Linked DNA regions of Mus musculus: regions 1, 3 and 4 are each linked to region 2. The links are chromatin contacts, called in public ChIA-PET and promoter capture Hi-C maps. All regions are on one chromosome and are shown on one strand. Each heading gives the region's core, a stretch centred on a gene start, on an enhancer-like site or on the middle of the called end of the contact. The rest is flanking DNA. Distances are from core to core; before and after follow the strand shown.

Region 1 (3,537 bases), core at 158-2,657, 740 kb after region 2:
GAGACACAGATAGTTGTGAGTCACATGACATAGATGCAGGAACCAAACTAGATCTAACACTGAGCCATCTCTGTAGTCCCTCTTTTACCATATTTTAGCTTTTTTTTAAAAAAAAAAAAAAAAAAAAGAAGAAGAAGAAGAAGAAGAAAAGAAAAGAAAGAAAACCTCACTCTCATGTTCATACTGTTTTGGGGAATGTAAATTAATGGCATTATGGAAAATATATGAAAGTTTCTTTTAAAAAACTAAAAATAGAGCCACCATGTGATTCATGCATCTTACCATTGGGCATCCATCCAAAGACAATGAGACTGGCTGGTTGAAGAGGTCTGTGCACTTACACGTTTACCGCAGAACAGTTCATGGTATCTCTTCTGGTATCTAAATGGCAGTCTCCTGTGCCCCAGTGTGTCTGAAGACAGGAGACAGGACATAGCATCCCCCGTCTCCAGAACCTGGCACAGGTGGCGATGCCGCACAGTAGTGACTGAGTGTCGTGTGTGCTGGGGGCTTCAGCGGAGCTTTATACTGGATGGTTTATTTCTCACAGCATCTCTGTGAGATAGGCACATGGTGGTCGCCACTTTACAGATGGAGAAACAAAGACAGAAGCCTCGGGGAGCAGGCTCACACTGCAGTCCCCCTAGAGAGGCGGAGGCAGAGGGATGGCTGAATGTTTTGCAAAGTGAGTCTCAGGCTAGCCAAGGCAACATTGTAAGGCCTTATCTTAGAAAAGATGAAGCCAAAGAAACCACGAGTGACTTTTTAGTCCCACAGCAAAGTATTAGTGTAGATAGGACTGAGCAAAAAACCTGAGTCAGATCTCACTGTACACCCCTATCTAGTGATCTGAGGTCACTGATATCAGCCACCAAGGTGATAGGTGATTTTTTTTGGGGAGGGGTATTTTGTTTTGTTTTCCAGACAGGGTTTCTCTGTGTAACCTTGGCTGTCCTGGAACTCACTCTGTAGACCAGGCTGGCCTCGAACTCAGTAATCAGCCTGCCTCTGCCTCCCAAGTGCTGGGATTAAAGGCATGTGCCACCACCGCCTGGCGATAGGTGATTTTCCATAGAGAGCTATGGGTGAACCCAAATGACTAACTCCTTTTGAGATGAACGTAATGACTAAAGGTCGAGGTGTTGCTTGCTTGCTTTCCTTTTGGTGTTGAAGATTGAGCCCAGTGCACGCTGGGAAAGTGCTCTTACAGCACTGAGAGGTGTCCCCATCACCTAACACATTGTACGAACCAATTTATCCAGCATACCAAAAAAGCTGGAAGCACAGCTGTTGATGTGGCCAGTGAATTAAAATTGTTCTTTTTCATTCTGTGTGTCCCTCCTTCCTATGGGATTCAGTAGTTCACAGGGAATAACTCAAACATTTCCTTCTTTTGTTTACTTTAGAGACAGTCTCGCCCTGCAGCCCAGGCTGACCTGGAATTCACTGTGTTTTCCAGGCTGACCTCAAAGTTACAACAATCTTACTTCAACTTCCCAAAGCCAGAGCCTGCAGGGGAAGTCACCATGTCAGGCTTCTTTCTTTCATTTCCTTCTTACTTTGTTTTGGTTTTGATGTTGTCTTTTTAAACAGAGCTTTGGTATATGCAAGCTGTGTGGTCCAAGCTGGTCTAAAACTTCTGGATTCTTAGGTTCAAGTAATCCTCCTGCTTCAGCCCCCCTGGTGCTGAGATTACATGTAATACCACCACACCAAGATTTTCATCCAACTCTCTTTTTCCTCCCCTCTCCATCCCTTCTCTCCTCCTGCTCTCCCCTTCCTTTCTTTCTGAGATGAGTCTGACAAAATAGCCAAGGATATCTTCTGGCCTCAGCACCTCCAGAGCGGGGACTACAAGTGTGGCTCCCACTCCTGGCGCGCTCTCTCTCTCTCTCCTCTCTCTCTCTCTCTCTCTCTCTCTCTCTGTTTCTGTCTGTCTGTTTTTCTGTCTCCATCTCTCTGTTTCTGTCTCTCACTCTTTCTCTTTCTTTTTTCCTTCCTTCCTTCCTTTCTTCCTTTTTTCTTTCTTTCCTTCTTTCCTTTCCCCTTTTAAAAATGCTTAGATGTACTGTAGTGTTAAGCATTAAACTATGGGGCTGGTGAGATGGCTCAATGGTTAGGAGCACTGACTGAACTTCTGAAGGTCCTGAGTTCAAATCCCAGAAACCACATGGTGGCTCACAACCATCTGTAATGAGATCTGATGCCTTCTTCTGATGTGTCTGAAGACAGCTACAGTGTAGTAAGATATAATAATAAATAAATCTTTAGGCCAGAGCAAGTGGGGCAGACCAGAGTGAGCAACCTTCATTCTCAGCAACCATCAGTAAAGCTACAGAGTATACCCATATACATAAAATAAATAAATAAATATTTTTTAAAAATTAAACTATAGTCTCAGATTATTATTGTCTATTGAAGAACAGGGCAGTTGTACCAGGCAGTTGGAAATACAGTCCCTTGATTCCTTGTCTACGCCCAAGATGGCTTTTGTTTCTGTTTTAAGCGGTTGTCTGTGTTTCTAGATAGTTCTCAGGTCTTCTCTAATGTGGCTGACAGTAATCTGACCACTTCTTGTTGTCTGTCTCTTGTTTCCCAGCAACTTCACTGTGTCTAGTTGGCTGCTGTTGATCAGCTGGTAGCTGGCATTCGTTCATGTATATGTGCATGAGAATGTATGCTGCTAACCAGGTTTACTGGTATTGTCATAAAAATCCCTCTCCTTGTCTGTCTGTCTGTCTGAGCATTGCCAGAGGGGGAGGGAAATGGTTTTGTTTGTTTGGTTTGGGTTTTATTTTTGGCTGATCATGCTGTTTTGAGAGGAAAGCTTCCCTCTTCTTCTCTTTCTCTCCCTCTCTCCTTCTCTCCCTCAGCAGAGGAGGAAGCCATGTCTTACTGGTTTATTTCCCATGTACAGCTCTCTGTAAAGGCCAGGAGTCAATGATGATTTAGGATGGTGGAGGACTCCAAGTAGCTGAGGGAAGTCACGAGGTCAGCTGTGAGTAGTCTGACGGAGTCAGTGTCCCAATGGGGACACTATGGGAAAACCTTGGCTTTGACTGTTGAACTTCATTAAGAAACCACGTCAGGTTACAGGCCTAAATTGATTGCCATCTCTGTCCTCAATTCACCCTTAGGTTTCCACACCGTAAGGAAGTTCTTAAAAGTCATCTCCTCAGTCAGTATTCTCTACGTAAGCTTAAGTGGAGCAGGCCTTAGGCTTGGGAGTGATCGGGCCTTTAGGTTCATGAACTAAGACTTGGGGGAAGAAAACAAATGAGCAAAATAGGCTCTGTGAAGACCCTGATTTTGACATTAGGAGACTTGACCACATTGGCCAATGGACCCATCTGAGTGGCAGGCGCTGCTCCCTGAACCAGCTTCCTCTGCTTTCAAATTGGTGCCCACCTGGGCCACCTGTTCTGATTCCTCAGTGGGATATCAATTACTGTGGGTACGCCGTAATCATTATCACTGGTCCCTGCAGAAGGTCTGTCCTCGAACTCAGTGTGGGGACACTCAGGAGAGGACCTGAGG
Region 2 (3,521 bases), core at 499-2,998:
ACACACACACACATACACACGGCCACTACTGCTGTGCTACACTCTTACCCAGTCTTCCTTGAAGAAATGAGAGGCAGAAACGATTCCACGGTGTCACAATAGTTGTGCCACGATAAGTTATGCAGAAAGGCCATACTCTTGAGACTTTTATCCAGGAAAAAAAAATGTTGGTCATATTAAAAAAAAAAAAAAGAACGTGTAACAATACAGAAAAAGACTAGATGGGGGTGGGAAATGCAGGCACACGTAGAACCTACTTAAAACCCTCCAGTGCTTCCTGAGCCCCGCTGTGCCCTATAGAATCCTCTCTGACCTCAGCTTTCTGCCCCTTGAGTCTCAGAGGCAATGTAAGCTTCAGTGCTTTCCATATGTTGCTTCCTGTGCCTATATTTTTCTTTGCCCAGTGGTTTCAAGACTCATCTTAAATGTCACTTCCTCAGAGAAACCTTTACTGAGAGCCCAGAGCAGGTTAAAGGCGTTTCCACACTGGTCTGAAATTTTCCATCTTAATCCTTCTGCTACTGACACTTGTTTATGAGGTCAGAAATCAAATACTGAGAGCCTTTCACATACAGAAATGCAGTATAAAACAAACTATACAAGATCCAGGCCATCCATGAGTTCATATGGGGAGGGGATGGCTATAGAGTAAAACAGTCTTTTGGGTAATTTCATACAGTGATCAATGGGTATCTCTGTGCCTGAGTTGCAAACTCCTTGAAGACAGGAGCCTTTTGTTTTCAAGCTAATTCCAGTTCTGTAAAAACCTGATCGGGTTTTTTTTTTGTTTTTGTTTTTGTTTTTTTCCAGTGATGTAAAATGAATGCTTGACTAGGTAAATGGTTAAGTTCCAGGTCTCCCCTTCTTCCCAAAGCTATCTGCATTCTTTTCATAAGTAGAACCATTGTAAGATTTGCAAAATTTACCAACTGGAGTAAAAAGTACTCAAGTAAATAAAACACATTTAGTTCACATTCGTTAAGGACCTAGTTAGTGATAAACAGGACCCTGAAATACTAGACATACTGGCTCATGACTAGAATTCCATTGGCGCACAGCCAAGCCGTCAGTAGTCTAATCCACTGTTTTTACAAGTAGCCTTAAGCACGCAGGATATGATCCCCTTAATTTTCTTAATTCTAAAGTGCTTCAGTCTCCCATCACCCACAGGATGGTTAAAAAGATGCATGTCCTTACTCACTAATAGGAACGGGACAACATAATTTTGCGTAAGGTCAACAAAGAATGTGATCTTTACACAAAAGATCTCCATCCACGTCTAATAAATTCGTTCAGGAGGGCTAAGGACAAGTTGGGCTGGGAAACACTGGGAGACTCTAGGTTGGGCGCAGGCGCTCACCCAGAAACCCTTCCCTGAGGCTAGGCTCCTTTCTTTCCAGAGGCGCATGCGCAGCACACTCTCCGGCCACTGCACGCCTCCTCGGCTAACAAGCCTCTTACGTCACCGAACAGGCGGCGGGGGTTCTTCCGCGCGCCCGAGGAAAAAGAGTCCGCGCACCTTTCCTTCTCTTTGTGCACACAAAATGCACTTTCCCTTTTCATCCCAGTCCCAGCGCCTTCCCCAGGTCGTCTCCGGAAGCTCGTCTTTGTTCAAACTCTCCTGTGCGTCCATAAGACACGGAAGTTCGTCTTTGTTCAAACTCTCCTATGCGTCCGTGGGACACCGGAGGTGGCCAGGAAGAGACGAGAACACTGGCGTTGTTTACAGACACGCGCGGCCGAAATCAGTCCGCGAGGGCGGGGCTAGGCGGCCGGCGCTTTTTCGTACGCTCCTCCCTCCCCAGCCTTCCCCCGCGAGCGGACGCGCCAGCGCCTCTGTCTCGCTTTTTCTTATTTTCTCCCCCTTTCCCCTTCCTTTTCTTTTCTTTTTTCCCCTTCCCCCCTTCCACCATTTCCCCTCGGAGGCGTTTCCCTCGGGCAGGGGCAGAGCCGGCCTCACCCCGCGCCTCTCCCCGGCCCCCGCCGCCCTATGGCGAGAGGGCGCCCCCTCCTCACCCGGGCACCAGCGGCGGCGGTCGGAGGAGCGGGACCGGCGGCGGCGGCCTCGGGCCCAGGGTCATCATGGAACTAGTTCGCTGAGTGACCCCTCGGCCGCAGCCGTGCGTCCCGCCCGAGTACCCGCGCCCGCCGGCCCGGTTTGCCCTCTTCTCCCTCCTCAGACGGCCCGGCCCTGGTCCCGCGCGCCCCGCTGCCGCGCGCCGAGGATCATGAGGTGGTAACGGGCCCCCGGATGACCCCGCGTCACCACTGTGAGGCCTACAGCTCTGCCGGGGAGGAGGAGGAGGAGGAAGAGGAGGAGAAGAAGAAGGTGAGGGCGGGGGCGCGGCGCGGTCGCCGTGCGCGCCGCTGGAGTGGGAGCTCGCGGGGGCGCGCGCCGCTCCCCCGAGGACCGGTCCCCTCGGCGAACCTTTCCTGGGCACCTCGGGGACCCCCTCGCCGTCTCTGGCAGCGCTGCGTGGGTTTCCTTTGAGCCCGGCCTTTTTTTCTTTTTTTTTTTTTTTTTTGGTCCCCAAGTAACTTGTAGCCACAGCCCGTCACCGACTGGGGTGCCAGTTCCAGGCTCCGCGAGCCAGTGCTAATAAAGAAGGTGACACACCCCCACCCACAGAAGCCACCGATCCCTCGTGACCACCGAACATAATTTACCGGGCAGAGTATTGTGAATGTCAAGCCAATAGTTATCTTCCTCTGCCCTACCCCCCCCCCCCCCCGCCACCCACACACCGCGCGCGGGAGTGTAACGTCGTCTAGGGCTTGGGCCGGTGGAGGAAACTAGAGAGGTGAGGGAACTGAGTTGCATCATAAAGGACAGAAAAATGCCGAATTTTGCAAGAGCTAAATGCTCTCTGCAGAGTTAGCCTGCTCCACCGCAGGTCATTTAGGCAGAAGTTGAACATTGTGTAGTAAATTCGTGGAAAGTGTGAGGTAAATAGATCAACGAGGTAAATGGATCAACTGAAGGTCTTAGAATAGCAAAGTAAAATACTTACGTTTCACTTTGTCAGTGAAGAGCCATTGAGTGTTTGAACAGCAGCCTGGTAAACCTAGAAACTTTCTGGACAGCTAGGGATGGAGACATACACACACATACATATATGTATGTACCCTGTCTTAAAAGGGGTTAAAAAAAGGGTTAGGTTAAAAGCCAAGAGTATTTGTTTATTCTGGTCAAGTAATTCTTAAAAATTAAGAGTATTCAACCTACCTGTGTGTTTGTTCATCTTTTAAATGGATTTAGTAATTCCACCATCATAGGGTTAAACAAGGATTACTTAGAGTAATATGAACAATAGCTAGCCAAGTAGTAGCAAAGCATTGAGGGCTATTGATAAGCACCTGACAAGGGTAAGCTGTGATTTGGGGGGCAGGGAGGTACAGTGCTAAAGTTTGGAAACTGTTAGTGGTAAAGATACTCATGATTAGTTGAGAAAGCAGGTCTAGCAATGGTCATGACAGTAATTACATACAAAGGCAGGATTATGTCCAAGTATGGATACAGA
Region 3 (3,213 bases), core at 647-3,146, 860 kb after region 2:
GCGGACTCTTAGGAAATTCCATATAGATTCTTTTATTTCAGTCATTTGACATTAACTTTATAGTCATAAATTTTGATATTTTTTTACAGATCTGAATATGTTTGAAGAAATGTTCATTTTTCTCCTAGCCACAAAAATTCCATGACATGTATACCATACTTGCCATAATCTGCTATAATTCAGTGCAAAATGGCCTGTTCTAGTCAAAGGGCTGCTTTCAAGTACGAGTGACTATTTACTGGATACAATGTATGTATACTACAGTAACTTTCATTTTAGCATGAAATTCTGTGTAAAACAAGTCCAATTTAAACCCCTTCTAGGTGTTTAGTTCCAGAAACACCAAAGAAACATCAAAGATAACTTCAGCCAAGCAGACACAGGCAAGTCTGGAGCCTGAACCAAGGATCTGCTCTTTGGAGCCACTGCATAACCAAGTGTTTGAGAGCGTGGGCTACAGAGATGGAGTTTCTGGATTCCTAGAGGGTTGAATGAGGGAAAACTCTTGACTAACAGATGCTTAACACTACGCAATAGTTACTAAACTCTTTTCTCCTCAGTAAGGGACTATATATCCACTTGCTAACTGTTTTTTCTTAACATCCTCAAATCTGTTTTTCCTTCACATCTTGACTGAGAACTTGTACAATAACAAAATAAAATAAAACTGTCACCATGTATCTTTCTTTATTGTTTAATGTAAAACTGCTCAGCACCTCTTTCCACTCTAAAATTCTGAGGTTCCTACAGCGCAGCGTCTATTCTGCAGAAGCAGGTTGGGAGAGACTGCTCATGGCGTCCTCTCACAGTAGCCTTCTCCCAGCAGAAGGTTGCAAAACGAAAGTCTCTTGGCTTGTCTCTGCCCCCATTCCCTTCTGTCTGTCCTTCCAGATTCCACGGCTGTCCCGTGATTTGCTCCCTTGAAAGCTTAGCTCTGTTCTAGTCCTTGGACTACATCAATGTGGATTTTGCTCTCTAGAAATTTCTATCTTTCCCAAGCAGCAACTCCCTTCCTGTTCTGGTGACAGCTCCTGTTTCCCAGTTCCCGTTGGTGGGTACAGGTTTCACTCTTGGCCTCTGTTGTCAAGTTTTGAACCGGTACACTCCAGGCTCCTGTCCCATTCCCAGGATGAGTCACCTCCATCCCCTTCATCACTGTCACCTCTATGCGAGATCTATGTAACCTCACCTACTCTTCCAGGTCCCAGGTATCTGCTGCCTTGGGTGCTGTGCAGAGTGACATCCACACTCACTTTCATCCTTGACCCTGTAACCACACACTCACAAAGAAGACAATCAAAGCATCCCTGAGAGAATCAGCACGGGGCAACAATTAGCTTTGCAATTCCTCTTGTAACTTGTAAACATTAGTGTGACACTTCCGGCTTCTGTTCTGAATGCCTGCTCTAACTGTTCACTAAGTTGTATAGACTTTGGATCTGGCTAAATTTGGCGTGTGATTTTTTTTTAAAGTTTATTCCAAGTATTTTATAATAAAGCATATGAAGTAAAAAGCAAAAATAAACAGTGTAAACACAACAAATGTAAAAACCATGGTTAGAACCTGACTTAGATATCAGTTCTGTGTTTTATTTATGAGAGAAGGAAGATGAGAATTAAAGCCATTTCCAGACTTATTCTGCAAGGCACTGCATCTGATTTCTCAAACAGCTCACGCTTTGGAAAGTGAAACTTACCTCACTCGTTAAAAATTAAAAGGAGCACAAGAGGGGAGAGGGAAATTCCAAGTTCATGGGTCACAATAAACACAAGCAATGCCCTCGGTTTACAGGGGACTTCCCTCGGGTTGCGGAGCCTTGCTGAGTCATCTCCAAAGTCAGCCAATCAGGACTCAGGGAGGGAAACTCTTTGCAGATAAATACTCCTCAGCAGCCGGCACTCGAGAAGCGCTTCATCCACCGCTGAGAGACATCCCGAGCCAACCTTCCGGAAGCCTCCCCATCAGCACCATGAACCCAAGTGCTGCCGTCATTTTCTGCCTCATCCTGCTGGGTCTGAGTGGGACTCAAGGTAAGGGACACCAAGGCCATTTAATTAACGAAGTCAGAAGTCAGACGATTAAGCTCAGTTCTAAACACAGCATGTATTTAAGCTTTAATGTGTGTACCTATAAAGAAGAGGGAAGCAGGAAGAAATCCCTTCAGCTTGCAGAGTTTATCATAGGCTGGTTGAAGTCAGAGAAAAATAGAATAAAAGCAAAGGAACGAAGAAGGGAAGAAAGGGAGAAAAGGAGGAGGGAGGAGGAAGAAGGAGGGAAGAGAGAGTCAGGAGAAAGGGCGAAAGAGTGGGATGGGGTAAGGCACGGATGCCTCCTTGCCTGAGCCTAACCAATACTGTGAGCAGTGCATAAATGCAGGATTTCGTAACTGACAAGTTGCAGATCTCTCTTTACCATGACCAAGATATTCAAACACTCAGCCCTATGATACGATGGGATGCGTCTCTCCACAGATCAGACAGGGTCTGCTAAACACTACCTCATCCATTTTAAGTGCCTAAAATGAAACCGTGTGCTGACCTTCCTGGCTCTCCCCCTCTCTTCCTGCAGGGATCCCTCTCGCAAGGACGGTCCGCTGCAACTGCATCCATATCGATGACGGGCCAGTGAGAATGAGGGCCATAGGGAAGCTTGAAATCATCCCTGCGAGCCTATCCTGCCCACGTGTTGAGATCATGTGAGTACAAGCCCACCTGCCGATAAACGTCCCTCCCGTAACCACACAGTAAATAAGTGAGGGAAACCAGGAAAGATAGGGACGGGTCTGTGACTCTAACTAAGGCACAGTGCCTGAACTCTGACATGGACCTGCAGGGCCATCAGCTCTGTTGGCCTGACGTTAATCTGAGTATCTCACTCTTATTTCTATAGTGCCACGATGAAAAAGAATGATGAGCAGAGATGTCTGAATCCGGAATCTAAGACCATCAAGAATTTAATGAAAGCGTTTAGCCAAAAAAGGTAGGTTTGATGTTGCTTTTTCAGGAAATGGTGGTCTGGGGAGCAGCGCCTGCCCTGGGCTTTGCTGTGGGGCATCTGCCCTAAACTCATGGCACCGGCATGTGCCTTTGTCTCTCCATTTACACAGACACTGAGGTGCCTTCTTAGGTCATACATTCCTAGTGTCTAGAAGTGGAGCAGTTATTATACCTGTCACGGGTAAAGCTGCCAAATGCCCACCCCCCCCCCACTTC
Region 4 (3,470 bases), core at 418-2,917, 530 kb after region 2:
ACCCAGGACCTAGTTAGTGTATAAGGCTGGGTGCCTTAGCAATCCTAGGCTGGTACAGGAGGTGTGGGGAGCCCCTGGTCTTCAGTCCACATGGGAAGGCTAAAGAAACTGGGTTCTGATGGTAACAAAGGATGGTAGGGACAACCACAAACTCACCTTTGGAAGGTTTCCCTTCCACCCCTCCTAACTGGGCTAGGACCCACATTTAGGCTGAGGCTTCCTAAGTCACATAGCCCGATCAAGAGAAGAAAAAACTTTATTCAGGGTACAAACACACACAAAATGAGACAGCAATAAGAGTCACGTGTTAGGTAATTAAAATGTTTTATGCCAAAAGAACACACTTATGTTTTGATAGAAATGAAAAGGTTTAAAGGAAACTAATTGGAACTTGTTTTCAGTCTAGTCACAGAGGCTAGCCATTTATCGTCCTGCTTAGTGATTATAATTTCCTGTTTATGTACTTGACGCTATAGTCCTAGTTGTTTCCAAGGCAGTAAGCGGTATGACAAAAGTCTTCAATGGTACTTCATAAAAGGTTACAATTTGTAACTGCATTACATAAAAGTGTTTGATATTTATAGTCAATTTATACACTGTATATGTGTTGTACTACTTAACCTTGATAGTTAACAGAATCCAACATCACAAAGCAAAAGTTGATCTATACACTTCTGTAAGAGCATAGTCTAAGAGGCAGAAGGATTCCAAGTTTGTGGCCACCCTAGGCTACGTAGGGAGTCTCTGTCTTCAAAACAATAACAAACGCTACAGGTTGTATCTCTCATCTTCCGCCTCTTTGGAACTCTTTCTTTGGGATGCTAATTTGAACAGCACGCTGGAGTCTGAGTGTATAGTCGTTATAACGACAGAGTAACCGAAGCACAGAAGAGGAAACAGCTCTCCGAAGGCAGAAAGGTCAGTTATCCGAAGAACTCTGAACCTGAAAAAACAGTCCGGACGGAAGTGCAACTTAAAAGCACAGGCTAAGCACAGGCGAGCTGCAAAATGCAAGTTATTCTGTTAGCTTGAACAGGCAGGGGTGGGGTGGGTTAGGGGGAGTAGACTGCACATGTGAATAAGGATGTCAGCCTGCCCCTCTCTCTGAGCGCTGGTAACAGAGAGGATCTGTGCCATTTGGTAGCTGGGAGGATCTTTGTGGGGTCTTTGTGAGGACGACAGGAGAGTGAGGCTAGATAAGGAGCCGGGTTGCAGGGCAGTAGTAAGCGAAGAAATGTGGCTTGTTGGGCCTCCCTGGTTGCCTTGGCGACGGGGTAGGGGAGCGGGGAGCACGTAGCAGTCCGGGGGCGTGGTCTTACAGGCTGCCTGCCCCGCCCCCTCACGGGCAGCGCTCTCTCAGGCCCCGCCCCTCTTCTTCTGCCTCAGCCTCCCCTCTCCCCTCTCCCCTCTCCGGTCCAGCCCTCCTCCTCACGCCCCGCCTTTTCTCGTACCTCAGCCTTCCGGCTTCTCTCACGCCCCGCCCTCCTTACGCCCCGCCCTTCCCTCACACCCCGCCCCCTTTCTCCCTAAGTTCCTCGCCGCCAACCGTCAGACCGGGCTTGCGCTCCGCAGAAGCAGGGAGCTCGAGGCCTCGAGGTGGCCGGTCGGGTGCCGTGGTAAGGTAGCTGCGCGGGGTCGCGGTCTCGGGTGCAGTGAGAGCCGACAGGGTCTCGCAGGTGCGGCCGCGGCCCCCGCGGACATGCGGCCGGTCTCTTAGGGCTAGGTGTTGTTAGCAGGTATGCGGACGGAGTGCGCCTCGGGGTACAGGGAAGGGTCGTTCTCCTTGAGGACCTGGATCGACTCCTGTTCCTTCTGGAACTTTCCATGGCCTTATGGTCACACGTGGAAGCAGCCCAATCACTTTGTACAGCTGTTTTCCACTTTGTACACTGTCCCTGTTCTCCAGGGGCAGTGGCGGGAAACCTGGGTCTTCGTGACTGCAGAGTCACTTGCAGAATTCTTTGAGTCCAACAGGACTGCTCCCTGCTCACTTTTGTTCCGGCCTGGCTCCTGGGAATCTCTGGAAGAGATGGGAAACTGTGGGGACAGACAGTGGAGTCTCGGGCTGTCACCAGTATTTCGTCCCACATGAGACTGTGTGACTGTAGCCTCTTGATAATCCACTTCAGGTCCTAGACTTTCCACCTCAGCAACAGCCTCCTTTCCCACAACACTTGCAGAAGTCCCCAATTGAGCGGTCCTAGGCATTGCTCCTGTTAAATGTCAGGTTGGCTTTAAGGTCACGGGAATGCAGAAAACAAGTAAGTGGTGTGGGCTGTTCCTCGGTGTGTTTTGGCTGATAACTACATAAGAAAAAAAGGTCCAGAGTGTTGAATCTTCCCAGAGGGTGAGTTAGACAGGGCTGCTAATGTGTGTATACCTATGGTCTATGGGAGTGGGAAAGTTGAGGCAGAGATCTGAAATGCCAACCTCTGTGCCACGTTTTTCATTTTTTTAAAGATGTATTTTTATTTTATGTTAATTTAGTATTTTGCCTGCCTGTGTGTAAGGGCACCATGTGGGTGCCTGATGCCTGTGGTGGCTAGAAGGGGTTGTGGGATTCCCTGGAACTGGACTTACAGAAGGTTTTGAGCAGCCATGCAGGTGCTGGGACCTGGACACTGGCAGCAAGTGCTCTAAGGCCTAGCCATCATTCCAGTCCCATATTTTAAATTTTAATACAGTTATCTATTCATTTTAGTTGAGTGTGAACTACATTTAGAGGCTGTTTACCCTCTAAATGTAGTTGTTAAAGATTTATTTGATGTATCTACAAGGCCTTTGCTTGCTGTTTTAGTTTCGGGGGTGACTCTGTTCTTCTGTATTAGAGTGATCCACTTTAAAACTCTAGAATCTAAAGCTGGTGTGGTGGTGCACACCTTGAATTCTAGCACTCAGGAGGCAGAGGCAGGCAGATCTCTGTGAGGTCTCCATAGAGAGCTCCAGGCCAGCCAGGGCTATGTAGAGAGACCCTGACTTAAAATACAAAAACAAACAAACCTATAGCATCCATTTAAAAGGGCCTTTTTCGAAACCACCTATCCCCAGAGGGCATGGGGTTAACTGTATGGCCTTACAAGCCAAATACTGGCCACCTAAAAAGTTAGCTCTTAATCTCTGGAGCCTGGAAGTGTCTTTGAGAAAGGTTTTGCATATGTGACTTAAATCAAGAATTTGTTTTTAAATTTTGGATTTATTTTTGTGTATGAGTGTTTTGCCTGCATGTATGTATGTATGTATGCCATGTTAGTGTTTGTTGCTCACAGAGGTCAGAAAAGGGCATCAGATTTCCTGGAACTGTAGTTACTGATGGTGGTATATATACTATCATGTGGGTGCTGGGAACCAAACCCAGATCCTCTGCAAGAGCAATGCGTGCTCTTAACTATGGAATCATCTCTAGCCTCAATGCCAACATCTTGGAAGGGAGGGATCATCTTAAATTATGTTTGTCCTCAATGTAAACTCTC

What was found. Promoter capture Hi-C pulls out the DNA fragments that hold promoters and counts their contacts. ChIA-PET counts read pairs in DNA pulled down with a chosen protein or histone mark. Capture Hi-C pulls out chosen DNA fragments and counts their contacts.
Region 1: a contact with region 2 is called in an RNA polymerase II ChIA-PET map of memory CD8 T cells, with 10 read pairs. The contact joins the enhancer-like site here to the promoter of Ccni in region 2. A contact is called at or near these places in 3 of 39 promoter capture datasets (the HPC-7 cell line, cranial neural crest and hippocampal neurons) and 4 of 115 datasets of contacts at active chromatin or transcription factors (embryonic forebrain, memory CD8 T cells, microglia and 1 more).
Region 3: a promoter capture Hi-C map of liver shows a contact between it and region 2, with 2.6 times the contacts expected there. The contact joins the promoter of Cxcl10 here to the promoter of Ccni in region 2. A contact is called at or near these places in 1 of 39 promoter capture datasets (the C10 cell line), 3 of 115 datasets of contacts at active chromatin or transcription factors (bone marrow-derived macrophages, memory CD8 T cells and stem cell-derived neural progenitor cells) and 1 of 9 other capture datasets (liver).
Region 4: a contact with region 2 is called in a promoter capture Hi-C map of second pharyngeal arch cranial neural crest. The contact joins the promoter of Ccdc158 here to the promoter of Ccni in region 2. A contact is called at or near these places in 13 of 39 promoter capture datasets (the HPC-7 cell line, cranial neural crest, embryonic stem cells and 8 more), 1 of 15 datasets of contacts at CTCF or cohesin (the NIH/3T3 cell line), 3 of 484 Hi-C or Micro-C datasets (embryonic fibroblasts, embryonic stem cells and nephron progenitors), 12 of 115 datasets of contacts at active chromatin or transcription factors (astrocytes, bone marrow-derived macrophages, embryonic basal ganglia and 8 more) and 3 of 9 other capture datasets (adipose tissue, embryonic stem cells and liver).

Annotation. Positions count from the first base shown.
Region 1 is chr5:92,465,196-92,468,732 of GRCm38.p6, reverse strand. All of the region lies in intron 2 of Scarb2 (scavenger receptor class B, member 2), which reads left to right. Among named protein-coding and RNA genes, the nearest start is that of Mir6415, 8.4 kb to the right of the region's middle. Within about 2 kb of position 1,407, at least 62 of the 459 cell types and tissues checked have an H3K27ac peak or open chromatin away from gene starts, as enhancers often do. A contact at or near this core is called in memory CD8 T cells, microglia and thymic regulatory T cells, where this site is marked.
Region 2 is chr5:93,204,722-93,208,242 of GRCm38.p6, reverse strand. It overlaps Ccni (cyclin I), which reads left to right and starts at 1,748. Exons shown (of 7, transcript NM_017367.3): 1 at 1,748-2,329. 2010109A12Rik (RIKEN cDNA 2010109A12 gene) reads right to left here and starts at 1,725. Exons shown (of 3, transcript NM_029363.1): 1 at 1,520-1,725; 2 at 49-144. The coding sequence starts at 1,563.
Region 3 is chr5:92,347,572-92,350,784 of GRCm38.p6, reverse strand. Cxcl10 (chemokine (C-X-C motif) ligand 10) reads left to right here and starts at 1,896. Exons shown (of 4, transcript NM_021274.2): 1 at 1,896-2,031; 2 at 2,570-2,696; 3 at 2,891-2,980. The coding sequence starts at 1,971. It also overlaps a transcript of Art3 not described here.
Region 4 is chr5:92,673,324-92,676,793 of GRCm38.p6, reverse strand. It overlaps Ccdc158 (coiled-coil domain containing 158), which reads left to right and starts at 1,667. Exons shown (of 25, transcript NM_001360018.1): 1 at 1,667-1,736.